Regions from separate parts of the Zea mays genome. Here region 2 is linked to region 1. A link is a contact called in public Hi-C data. All regions are on one chromosome and are shown on one strand. The core of a region is the stretch at or near the end of the contact, and the rest is flanking DNA. Distances in the headings are between cores, read along the strand shown.

Region 1 (5,470 bases), core at 1,017-3,516:
CCCTTCAAATTCGTCGTCTCAAAAACGTTTTCCTATCTGTTTCCTCTATAAATGATCATTGGGATAATGTCGTTACTGTTGGATCAGTTTATGCCAAAAAACGTGCTTTTAGATTTAACTTAGGGATGTTTGTTTGAGATTATAATCTATCTAGATTATATAATCCAACAATTTAAAAAAAATTGTTGGATTATATAATCTAGACAGATTATAATTCTAAACAAACACTCACTACTTAGTCTGAGAAGAATCACCTCTCTACAAAATAGCTTTTTTTATTACTATATAAGTAAACACACACATAAGATTAACATAGTTTACATGACCCGTACGATAGCAACACTCGGACATCTTTTCCTAGTATAATAATAGATATATATATACATGGAATCCAAACTCCAAACCATCTATATCTCTGTAGAGTGTAGTTCACTTCACCATTGGCATGTGCATTGTACGTACGTACGTGCTCGTCCTCTACACCCGCTGCATGCAGTTTTCCTTCGATCGTCAGCAGCTTGGAGGATGGAGTTGACGAGCAGTTGCAGTAGGTGCAGCAGTAGCAGGAAGCTTGGGAACAAGCATGAGCTTCTCCTTTGGATGCACCGTGAGTCCAAACACCTCCGTCATGTCAACGTCCTTCTCCTCCATGCCCATGGGCAGCTGCCAGTCGAAGCAGTACACGAGGTTTGCTAGCATGATCTCGACCGTAGCCATCCCAAAGTTGAGGCCAGGGCAAATCCTTCGTCCAGCTCCAAACGGCAAGAAGTGGAAGTGGTTCCCCTTGATGTCGACGCCAGCAGCGCTGCCGCCGTCCATGAACCTCTCCGGCAGGAACTCCTCTGGCTTCTCCCACGAGCCCGGGTCTCTGCCAAGAGCCCAGGCGTTGACGATGACCCGGGTGCCGGAGGGGACGTGGTAGCCATCGACGACGCAGTCCGCCAGGGACAGGTGAGGGACGAGGAGCGGGGCAGGTGGGTGCAGCCTCAGCGTCTCCTTCACCACGGCTCTCAGGTAGGGCATGTCGGATAGGTTCTCTTCCTCCACCGTTTCCTGCCCCTCCGGTGTGTGCCTCCGAACTTGAGCTTGTAGCTTGGCCATCTGCTGTGGGTTGCGCATCAGCTCGGCCATGGCGAGCTCTAGGACCAAGGATGACGTGTCAGTGCCCGCACCGAACATGTCCTGCGCAGGATGATGCCTGTCATTATTGTCATGTCATGCATCAAATATGGATTATATTTATATATATTTATCTACGTACCACCAAGATGGCCTTGAGATGATCTCTGGTCATTCCGTACTCTGTCTGAACCGAGAGCAACACGTCGGTGAAGTCACCACCACCGTCCACAGAGACAGAACCCCTTCTTCCCTCGTGGTCGCTCAGTATGGTTTCGAGCAGCTCGTCCCATCTCCTGTGCGTCTCCTGGACCCGCCGCCTGTTGCGCAGAAACAACAGCCTTCTGCTAAGGAAACCTAACGCCCTCGCCAGCCCCGGGAAGTAGTCTTCCAGGTTGAACCCTCCGAACAGAGCAGAGTTGGCCTCCACCAGCTCCCGGAAGAGCTTGTTCCGGCCCTCCGCCCGGAAGAACTTGCCGGACACGGCGCGGCTGATGATATCGTTGGCGAACGTGTTCATGGCAAGGCTCATGTCCGTGGCCGTGCCCGCCACCGCCGCCTCCCGCACCTTGGCTACCACCAGGCGCACCTCCTCCTTGCGGGCGCGGCGGTACGAGTGCACTCTCTTGACGGTGAAGAGGTGCGCGGTGACCAGCTTTCTGGCCTGCCGCCAGTGCTCGCCGTAGGGGGAGAAGGCGATGTCGGAGGACCCGTACAGGATCTCGTCGCTGAGAGTGGACGTGGGCCGCGACGCGAACACGTGGTCGTGCGTGCGCGTGATCGCCTCCGCGGCCCGCGGCGATGACACGACGAGGGTGGGAACAGCGCCGAGACGGAGCAGCATCAGGCCGTCGTCCCCACCATGCTTGGCGGCGAGGTCACGGAGGGAGACGTGCGGGAGGTCGCTGACGAGGTGAAGGTGGCCGATGATGGGCAGCGCCGGGGGCGAAGGCGGCAGGAGCTGTCCTCCCTGCTTGGCCGATCTGCTGCTGCTGCTGCGACGACGGCGGCGAATTGATGAGCGTTGGTGAAGCAGGAGCAGAAGGAGAGGGACGGCGACGGCGAGCAATTGTGCGAGAAGGAACAGTGGTGAAGAGATGAGATGGTATGCCATCGTCAGGTCCAGCTCCAGGTGACAAGAAAGAACCCTGCTGCTGACTGCTGTTATGGAACGGAACCTCGTTTGTCTGCTTTATATAGAAATAGAACTAGACATATGTTCTACCTTGTGGAAATTTGGGTGACTAGCTAGCATGACGACAAACAACAGAGTCATCCTTATCTCTGTCTCGCACATCTTTGTTTTACACGTAATAATAATGACTCTGGTGGCCCTTTGCATATATTGTCCTCGATCGGGGATATGGATTATTTCCCATGAATTATCTCTTCGCTTCACCACATTTCTCTTCCGTATACAAATTTTATGTGTATAATGTATAACGCTGACATGGTAGTACGTGCCATATATATATTTGTGAAAAAAATACTTGGTGGCGAATCGATTGTTAGACCAAACGGTAAAATATTATTGACAAATAATGGATTCGATGTTAAATTATATGGCACGATTAATCTTATACCAGTACTTATCTAGTAATATTATAAGTATTAGTACTCCATCCATCCCAAAATTATATAGTCTCTCTTTTTTGTCACATTTAAATGAATAATAATAAATGTAGACATATATATATATATATATATATATATATATATATATATATATATATATATATATATATATATATTTGATGTTAAGTTAGTGTCGGGAGGACCTACAGTATTTTCTAAATGCTATTCGGATCCTCTGTAAAGTATTGAGTAGATCCACTGTTCTTGGCGGAATGATTCCTATTAGAAGCCAACATCTTCTAGTAAAGTTGCATCTGAAAAATAAGTGAAGTACCATCTCTTCGAGTTGGAGGATACAGTTATCGCAAGTATAAGAATCCAGTGGCATAGATTGATGCCTGAGGAGTGAACGAGTATTTAGTTTATCTTTAAGCAGTAACAAAAAAAGACCTTATGTTTAGGCTGACATTTTGTTATCCATAACCAGGAAAAAATGGGGTGAGTCCACTCGTTACCAGTCATATAAGTATATGCCTTTTGCGAAGAAAATAGGCTGGAGGAGCCATTGCAGATCCATTTGTCCCTCTGGTCAGGTTGAGGGAGATTTGCCAACAAGTCTTGTAATGCTTGAAATTGCTCAAATGCTTCAGCAGACAGAGGAGTGTGAAACATCTCATGTGAGGCTGTCAATCTTGCTTGATGAATAGTGATGTCTTTGATGGAAGCAAAAGACCAGAATTCTGGGTAGCTTGCAGATTTGCGCACGCCATCCCAGTTGTCATGCCACAGGAGGGTTGTTTTTCCGTCTCCAATCTCCACCCGGGCTAACTCTTTGTAATATTCTTGAATTTTAAGAATGTCCCTCCACCAGAATGAGCTTACTAATTTCTCTAAAGGTAATGAGTTGCTGTAATGATTGGTCCAGATGATGTTGACCCATGGAGTATCAGCTCTGTTATAAAATTTGTGAAGGTTTTTCATTAAGAGGGCTTTGTTTTGCAATTCTAGATTTATAACTCCAAGCCCCCCTGAGCTTTTGGTTTGCAGACTATTTTCCATGCTACTTGGGGAGGTTATTTTGCATTTATATCTGCACCTCTCCATAGACAGCGCCTTCTGAATTTATCAATATGCTTAATCACCTATTTCGGTAGCTTTAGGATGCACATGTAATATGTTGGTAGAGAGGAAAATACCGCATTAACCATTTGCAGTCTGCCAGCCAGGGATAGAAAAACAGAATTTGTCGCAAGTCTTCTCTCTGTCTTCTGAATGGGTGGGAGGAAAGCACCCAAGTTGGGCCTTTTAAGTCCCAAAGGAAGCCCTAAGTATGTGAACGACATTGATCCAATCTTGCAGTGAAACGTGTTTGCTAGTATTTCCATTTTCTGGTCTGAGACATTGATGGGGTAGATATTAGATTTGTGATAGTTGACGTGGAGGCCTATTGATTCAGCAAAGGAATTAAGCATCGCCTTCAGAAAGAAAAGTTGTTTGGGGCAAGCCTCCATTACCAAAATAGTGTCATCCGCATATTGAATAATAGGAAAATCAACTCCACACGCGTTCGGAAGGGGAAGCCTGAGGATACCACAATCATTGGCCTTGTTAACAATCGACTACAGAAGATCTGCCGCAAGAACAAATAGAAGGGGTGTCAGGGGGTCCCCTTGTCTGACTCCACGCTTATAGTGGAAACATTGCCCAGGAACACCATTCAGAAGCACTTCTGAAGTACCATAGTTTAGAATCATTGAAATCCAGTGAAGCCATTTGTCTCCAAACCCCTTGTGTCTAAGAATGTCAATAATGGCCGCATGTTCGAGTTTATCAAAAGCTTTTTCAAAATCCATTTTTAGAATGACCATTTCCTTTTTTGACTTATGACAAAGAGAGATATATTCAAATGCCCAAGCTAGACAATTCTGAATAGACCTTACCTTTATGAATCCATATTGATTATGATGCACTAGATTGGTGATCACACGTTGCAGTCTGTTAGCTAGAAGTTTTGTCAGCACTTTGACACTTGTGTTAAGGAGGGAGATCGACCTATAATCTCCAACTGAAGCAGGTGAGCTATTTTTGGGAATGAGAGTTACATAGGAGCCATTGATGCTTTGCATGCAAATTGAACCCTCATAGAACTTGCCACATAGCTCATAGAATTCTGGAGTAATCACTGACCAACATTTCCTAACAAAATCTGTGTTAAATCCATCCGGACCTGGCGATTTATATGTTGGCAGATTTTTTATGATCGGATTTATCTCTTGATGGGAAAAGGGTATCTCAAGTTCTGACAGATTATCTACCGAATGAATCAAGGAGGATAAATTAAAAACCATAGTTGTTTGCTGTGATGTACCCAATCTATCCTTGAAGGTTTGAAAAACATAGATGCTTTTCCTCATGAGAGATGATGACATTGCCGTTGGCATCCTTTAATGACGAAATGAGGTTTTGGCGATGTTTGACAGTGGCATTTGCATGAAATTTTTTTGTTCCAGCATCACCTAAGGTGGCCTATTTGATTTGTCCTCTTTGTTTCCAGTAGGTTCGCTGTTTAGATAGCAAGTCTTGCAAAAATGTTGAACGAGGATATCTTTAAAGTTCCATTCATGGATTGTTAAATCTCTGCTTTCCTCAATAAAATCTAGAAGCTGAATGACCATTTTAACTTTGTCAATCACCTTTGCTAGGTTTGGGACGGATTTTTGCCAACCTTGAATCGCTTTCCTTGCCCTCTTAAGCTTAGCCATGAGCCTTTTCGCAT
Region 2 (6,281 bases), core at 1,491-3,990, 480 kb before region 1:
CATAACAAAATAAAAAAATGCCCTCAAAATTGCAACTTGTAACATATGACAGTTGTAACAGTAAACATAAAAAATTACTACTTGTGTAATTGGAAGAGTAAGTTGCAAGGGCAAAAATTGAATGTGAGTGTTGAGCTTACAGCTACAAAGATCCCGCATCCACTGATGGGTGCGTTAATGCCTTTCTCCGCAAAATCCTTTCTATAAAGACGAGCAGCTATGCTCAGCCTGTCTACTACAGCTTTGCACCAGTTCTTGTTGCCCATGTTCTGGATGTCCTGAGTGTACTTCACATCATCAATTCTGATGCGAGTGTCAGTATTGGAGAATAGAAGACACTGAAATGCTGCCATGAAAAAGGCTCTCAGGCCCAGCTCCCCATTGAGAGTCCTCTTCTGCAATCTATCAGTGATAACAGATATATTGATACCAGATATCCGTCTATAAGATTTGCCACAAATTTGCTCCCCCAGCTCGTCCCGCAAGGAACGAGCATCTGCATCAGACATGGGGGGCGGATCACTGCCAACGTTTGGTAACTGCAAAACACACCAAACACTGTGTTCGGTGATTTGAATCTCTTTCCCACCACCAATCTCTAATTTCATTGTTTCTGGGTTAAGCTTCCGCATCAGCCAGCTAAGCAACTTTCTCGACAATAAATGTGGCTTGAATCTAAGCAGGCCGCCAAACCCCTTAGCAACCACTTGACTTTTCAATTCATCAGATAGAGAATTCACAAGCTTTATAAACTTCCCAGGTGAGCATCGAATAGCTCGTGTCTTAGTTATACCCTTATTTTCATCTCCACCAACAATACCAACATTGTCATCACCAGACCCATCGCCACCAGGAACAAACTCTGTGTCTTTTTCATCATCACTTTCGGCGTCTTGTATAGGAGGGACTTTCAACCTTAATCTCTTCTTCCTTTCCTTCAATTCATTTTTATCTAATTGCTTTCTCTTGTTTTCAACACGGGGAGAGCGACGGACAGCATGAGCGCCTTGCTGGCCTGTGACATTCTGATCTTGATCTATTATAAAAAACACTGAAAAAATGGGAATGAAAAAAACATGAGGGCACAAACACATGGTACAGATCTCATAACCAAAAAATTGCTAATCAACAAACTAAAACACACAGTACAAAAATAGGAACAAAAAATAGTTGCAATACACACTAATGCTGCACACATACATTAGTACTGGGACAAAATTGCAACATGTGACATAAGCCAGTTGCAACAAGACTGCTAAAAAAATTACTACTGGAACAGTTGCAACAGTGAATTTAAACAAATAACTAGTTGTATACGAGCACAGTTATAAAAGACAGTAATGATGTATGTGGTCTGAAAGTAAAAATTATACAGTTGCAACTTATGTCATGGACCAGTTGCAACAAAAGGTACACTGCAGTTACAAAAGAAGTGGAAACATCTGAGATTATAATCTAGAACACAAACTGCTTATTCAAAAATGAAATGTATCCGCATAAAATACAACAATTAATAATTCCAATCAAACGAATAATACTAGTTGCAACACTTGGGGAAAAATTGGGGTTTACCTGTCTATTACCGAAAATAACAAAACAAATCTAAAAAATGGGGACAGAGAAATGGGAGAGAGAGCGGATGCGCTTACACGGCGGGCGCGGGCGCAAACTACTCCGGCGCGGGCTACGTCGACGTTCGCGGTCTACGTCTCAGGCGAGCAAACGATTCTGACGGGAGCGGAGGATCCGTTCGCGGAAAAGTGTGGAGGGGGCCGGAGCTGGGAACGAGCGGGAGCGTGCGGGAGCGTGCGAGATGGACAAAGACGGGAACGGGAGCGAGCGCACAACGGCTACGGCGAGGGCTAGGTCGCCGGAGAAGAGAATGGATTGAGCCGTACGCGGGGGGCCAGGAAAGTGGAAAAAGCGCAGTCGGGCGCGGGGAAGTGAAAAGGCACAATATCGGTTCCGCTGCGTCGGTTCGGATGTGTGGATCGGTTGGGTCGGACCATGTGCACCTGGGCGCCTGGGTGCATTCTCTATATTGAATGCACCCAGGTATAATATATAATAACAGTATATATATATAGGGCAAGAGGAGAAACAAAAATGGATGCAACAATTGACAGTACCTCAATGCAATTCTATTCGGTGAGGACATTTCTTCTACCGATAATGAACTCATAAAAAAACGGACAGCTATTTTTTTCTTCTACTTAAAAAAGAAATCAGGAGGTCGCACTAAGCCTCTTTTTTTTCAAAAAAAAAGAACATTACTTAGGTAGTAATCCAGAAACAGTAAATAACGACCCAAACCCAAATGCTAAAAGCTCTCCGGCGGCGGCTGCTTTCTGGAGGAGGGGAAGAGACGGTTTGGGCTTCGGCCCTTTTTATTTTTTTTGGCGCTTAGAGCAACTCCAAGAGATTAGCTAAAAAGACTAGCCAAATTTACTGATTTAGCTAATCTCTAAAATAGATTTTAGAGAAAAAGTGTAGGCTAATCCAACAGACTCGGTAAACCTACGGACTGAATAGAGAGTGAAGCAGGCTATCCAAAATTGGAGAGCGAAGATGGAGAAATAGAGAGCCACTAAATTTGAAGAGTCATTTACAGAGTCTATTGGATACAATTTTCTTTTAATATTAGCTAAATTTACCTTTACAAAACCATATATCTAGTCTCTTGGAGTTGCTCTAACTTTTTAGGCCTGCAGACTGACCACCAACGCAGTGACCAGTGGCGGCCACTCTACCACCAACGGTTTGGTCTTCGTCTGTACACCCGAACCTGGCATATTCATACGGTGACTGCAAGGTGAGCCACAACTCAGAGGCAAGCAGAGTCAGCAAAGATATATGAAAGGGAGGAGAGGGGTTGAACAGATTATTACTCTCAGAAACCAGCCCCTTCTACCCTACCGTTCTTCCTCCTATACAATACAACAACTACTCTCTTGCGTTGTACTCGGAGCCAGGATCAGATGGATGCCCTTGCTTTGCTGCCTATCCTGATCTCTTCTCCTCTCAGGATGTAGGCAGATCGAGTAATCAGTGGCTCACATTTTGACAAGACACTCAAGGTTCGTCTCGATCTCCACCCTGCTTCCATCCCCCTTTGTTTCTGTATCAGAGAGAAATAATGGCTTCCTAGTTGCTGCTACCCATCTATGCGGTAGCCGGTAGGCAAACATGCGAATACTTCCTCAGCAAATCCTATCCAGCCACTCCAAAAAGTATCCACAGATTCCAAAGACTTTTAGCAAATCCTTAAGGTATAGTAGCAGATCTGACCCAGCGTTGACTTTCTCAGCAAGCCTCAAATAAGAACTAGCTGATCAGACTTTCAATTAGCTTTTTTTTTGTTGGCAGATCATCAGACTTCAAAAGAACTAGCTGTCCCTTTTGCATTACATCTTATAGACCAGTTACAGTTTGCTGCTCGGTAACAGATTTCTTCTATTCATGTAGGGAGCGGCACTGATGCTATAAGGTGAGCCTTGACCTTATTCCAAGTCTGATCGAATAAGAAGGGATGGCAGAGATTGCTGTTCTTCTCGTCCTGAAGAAGATTGCCATAGCTCTGGCAGGAGAGACCCTAAGTTTTGCTAAACCATTGCTTGCAAAGAAGTCTGAGTCGGTGGCAGCACTCCCAGATGACATGAAACTGATTAGTAATGAGCTCGAGCTTATCCGGGCGTTTCTCAAGGAAATCGGCAGGAAAGGCTGGAAAAGCGAAGTGATAGAAACATGGATAGGGCAGGTCCGAAGACTGGCTTATGATATGGAAGACACTGTAGACCATTTTATTTACGTTGTTGGTACACACGATCAGATGGGATCATGCTGGGATTACATGAAGAAGATAGCCAAGAAGCCTCGGCGTCTGGTTTCACTAGATGAAATTGCTAGTGAGATTAAGAAGATAAAGCAAGAGCTTAAACAACTCTCGGAAAGTAGAGACCGCTGGACTAAACCCTTGGATGGCGGGAGTGGTATACCTGCAGGAAGCTATGAAACTGAAAAGGAAATGTATCTTCCTGGACATGATTACACAATCAGCGACGAGGAGCTTGCAGGAATTGATGAAAATAAGCAAACCTTGATTAGTTCATTAAAATTTGAAGATCCATCACTTCGGATCATTGCTGTCTGGGGTATGGGTGGCGTTGGAAAAAGCACTCTTGTAAATAATGTGTACAAAAATGAAGGATCCAACTTTGACTGCCGTGCATGGGTTTCTATCTCTCAGTCATATAGACTAGAAGATATATGGAAGAAAATGCTGACAGATCTCATCGGGAAAGATAAGATAGAATTTGATCTTGGAACAATGGATAGTGCAGAACTAAGAGAGCAATTGACAAAAACTCTAGACAAAAGGCAGTACCTGATCATACTGGATGATGTCTGGATGGCTAATGTTTTTTTTAAAATTAAAGAAGTTCTTGTAGATAATGGCCTTGGAAGCAGAGTAATAATCACAACAAGAATTGAGGAGGTAGCTTCACTAGCTAAGGGTAGTTGTAAGATCAAAGTAGAACCTCTGGGTGTCGATGATTCCTGGCATGTATTTTGTAGGAAGGCATTTCTGAAAGATGAAAACCATATCTGCCCTCCAGAGTTGCGTCAGTGTGGTATAAACATTGTGGAGAAATGTGATGGTTTGCCATTAGCCCTTGTGGCAATAGGAAGCATATTGTCGCTGAGACCGAAGAATGTTGACGAGTGGAAGCTATTTTATGACCAGCTTATCTGGGAGCTACACAACAATGAGAACCTTAATCGCGTGGAGAAAATTATGAATCTAAGTTATAAATACTTACCAGACTATTTGAAGAACTGCTTCCTGTATTGTGCTATGTTTCCAGAAGACTATCTAATACACAGAAAGAGATTGATTAGATTGTGGATAGCTGAAGGATTTATTGAACAAAAAGGGGCATGCAGCTTAGAAGACACTGCTGAAAGTTATCTTAAAGAACTTATACGACGGAGCATGCTTCACGTTGCAGAGAGGAACTGCTTTGGTAGGATTAAATGTATTCGAATGCATGATCTTGTGCGTGAACTTGCCATTTTCCAATCTAAAAGAGAGGGTTTCAGTACAACTTATGGTGGAAATAATGAAGCAGTGCTAGTGGGATCATATTCTCGACGAGTGGCTGTGCTCCAATGCAGCAAGGGCATTCCATCAACCATTGATCCATCCAGGCTTCGCACCTTAATTACATTCGACACCAGCAGAGCATTATCTGTGTGGTATTCTTCTATTTCCTCCAAACCAAAGTACCTTGCAGTATTAGACTTATCAAGCTTGCCTATTGAGACTATTCCAAATTCAATTGGAGAGCTTTTCAACCTTAGGCTTTTATGCCTCAATAAAACCAAAGTGAAAGAGCTCCCTAAATCTATTACAAAACTTCAAAACCTACAGACAATGAGTCTTGAGAATGGGGAGTTAGTGAAGTTCCCACAAGGGTTTTCAAAACTGAAGAAATTGCGACATCTTATGGTTTCACGGTTGCAAGATGTAACTTTCAGCGGTTTCAAAAGTTGGGAAGCTGTGGAGCCATTTAAGGGCTTGTGGACTTTGATTGAACTGCAAACTCTGTATGCCATTACAGCAAGTGAAGTATTAGTTGCAAAACTTGGAAATTTATCCCAGCTGAGGCGGCTTATAATTTGTGATGTAAGGAGTAACTTATGTGCACAGTTGTGTGGCTCTTTGTCAAAGTTGTGCCAGCTGTCACGATTAACGATAAGAGCATGCAATGAAGATGAAGTGCTACAGCTGGATCATTTGACATTTCCAAATCCTCTTCAAACCCTTAGTTTAGATGGACGACTGTCAGAAGGAACTTTCAAATCTCCCTTTTTCTTAAATCATGGAAATGGGCTTCTTAGGCTAATGTTGTTTTACAGTCAGCTTTCAGAAAATCCAGTACCACACCTCTCTGAATTGTCAAACTTGACTAGGTTATCCCTTATAAAGGCATACACCGGCCAAGAATTATACTTCCAAGCAGGTTGGTTCCTGAATTTAAAAGAACTTTACTTGAAGAATTTGTCCCGGCTCAATCAAATAGACATACAGGAGGGAGCTTTGGCCAGCCTTGAACGTATAACAATGAAACACCTCCCGGAGCTACGGGAGGTTCCAGTCGGTTTCAGATTTCTCAAGTCCCTAAAAACAATATTTTTTTCCGATATGCATCCTGAGTTTGAAAGCAGCTTTCAAAAGGAAATGTAGATCATATCCCGTACATATGCAGGACAACAACATA

What was found. A called contact is a pair of places that touch in the nucleus more often than the background predicts.
Region 2: a contact with region 1 is called in a Hi-C map of leaf, with 5 times the contacts expected there. The contact joins the promoter of LOC103629015 here to the promoter of LOC103629010 in region 1. A contact is called at or near these places in 3 of 25 Hi-C or Micro-C datasets (ear and leaf).

What each region holds. Positions count from the first base shown.
Region 1 is chr6:13,234,915-13,240,384 of Zm-B73-REFERENCE-NAM-5.0, reverse strand. LOC103629010 (indole-2-monooxygenase-like) reads right to left here and starts at 2,266. Exons shown (of 2, transcript NM_001319716.1): 1 at 1,262-2,266; 2 at 262-1,182. The coding sequence starts at 2,233. The coding sequence ends at 511.
Region 2 is chr6:13,716,241-13,722,521 of Zm-B73-REFERENCE-NAM-5.0, reverse strand. LOC103629015 reads left to right here and starts at 2,740. Exons shown (of 3, transcript XM_020539714.3): 1 at 2,740-3,077; 2 at 3,466-6,281. The coding sequence starts at 3,530. The coding sequence ends at 6,247.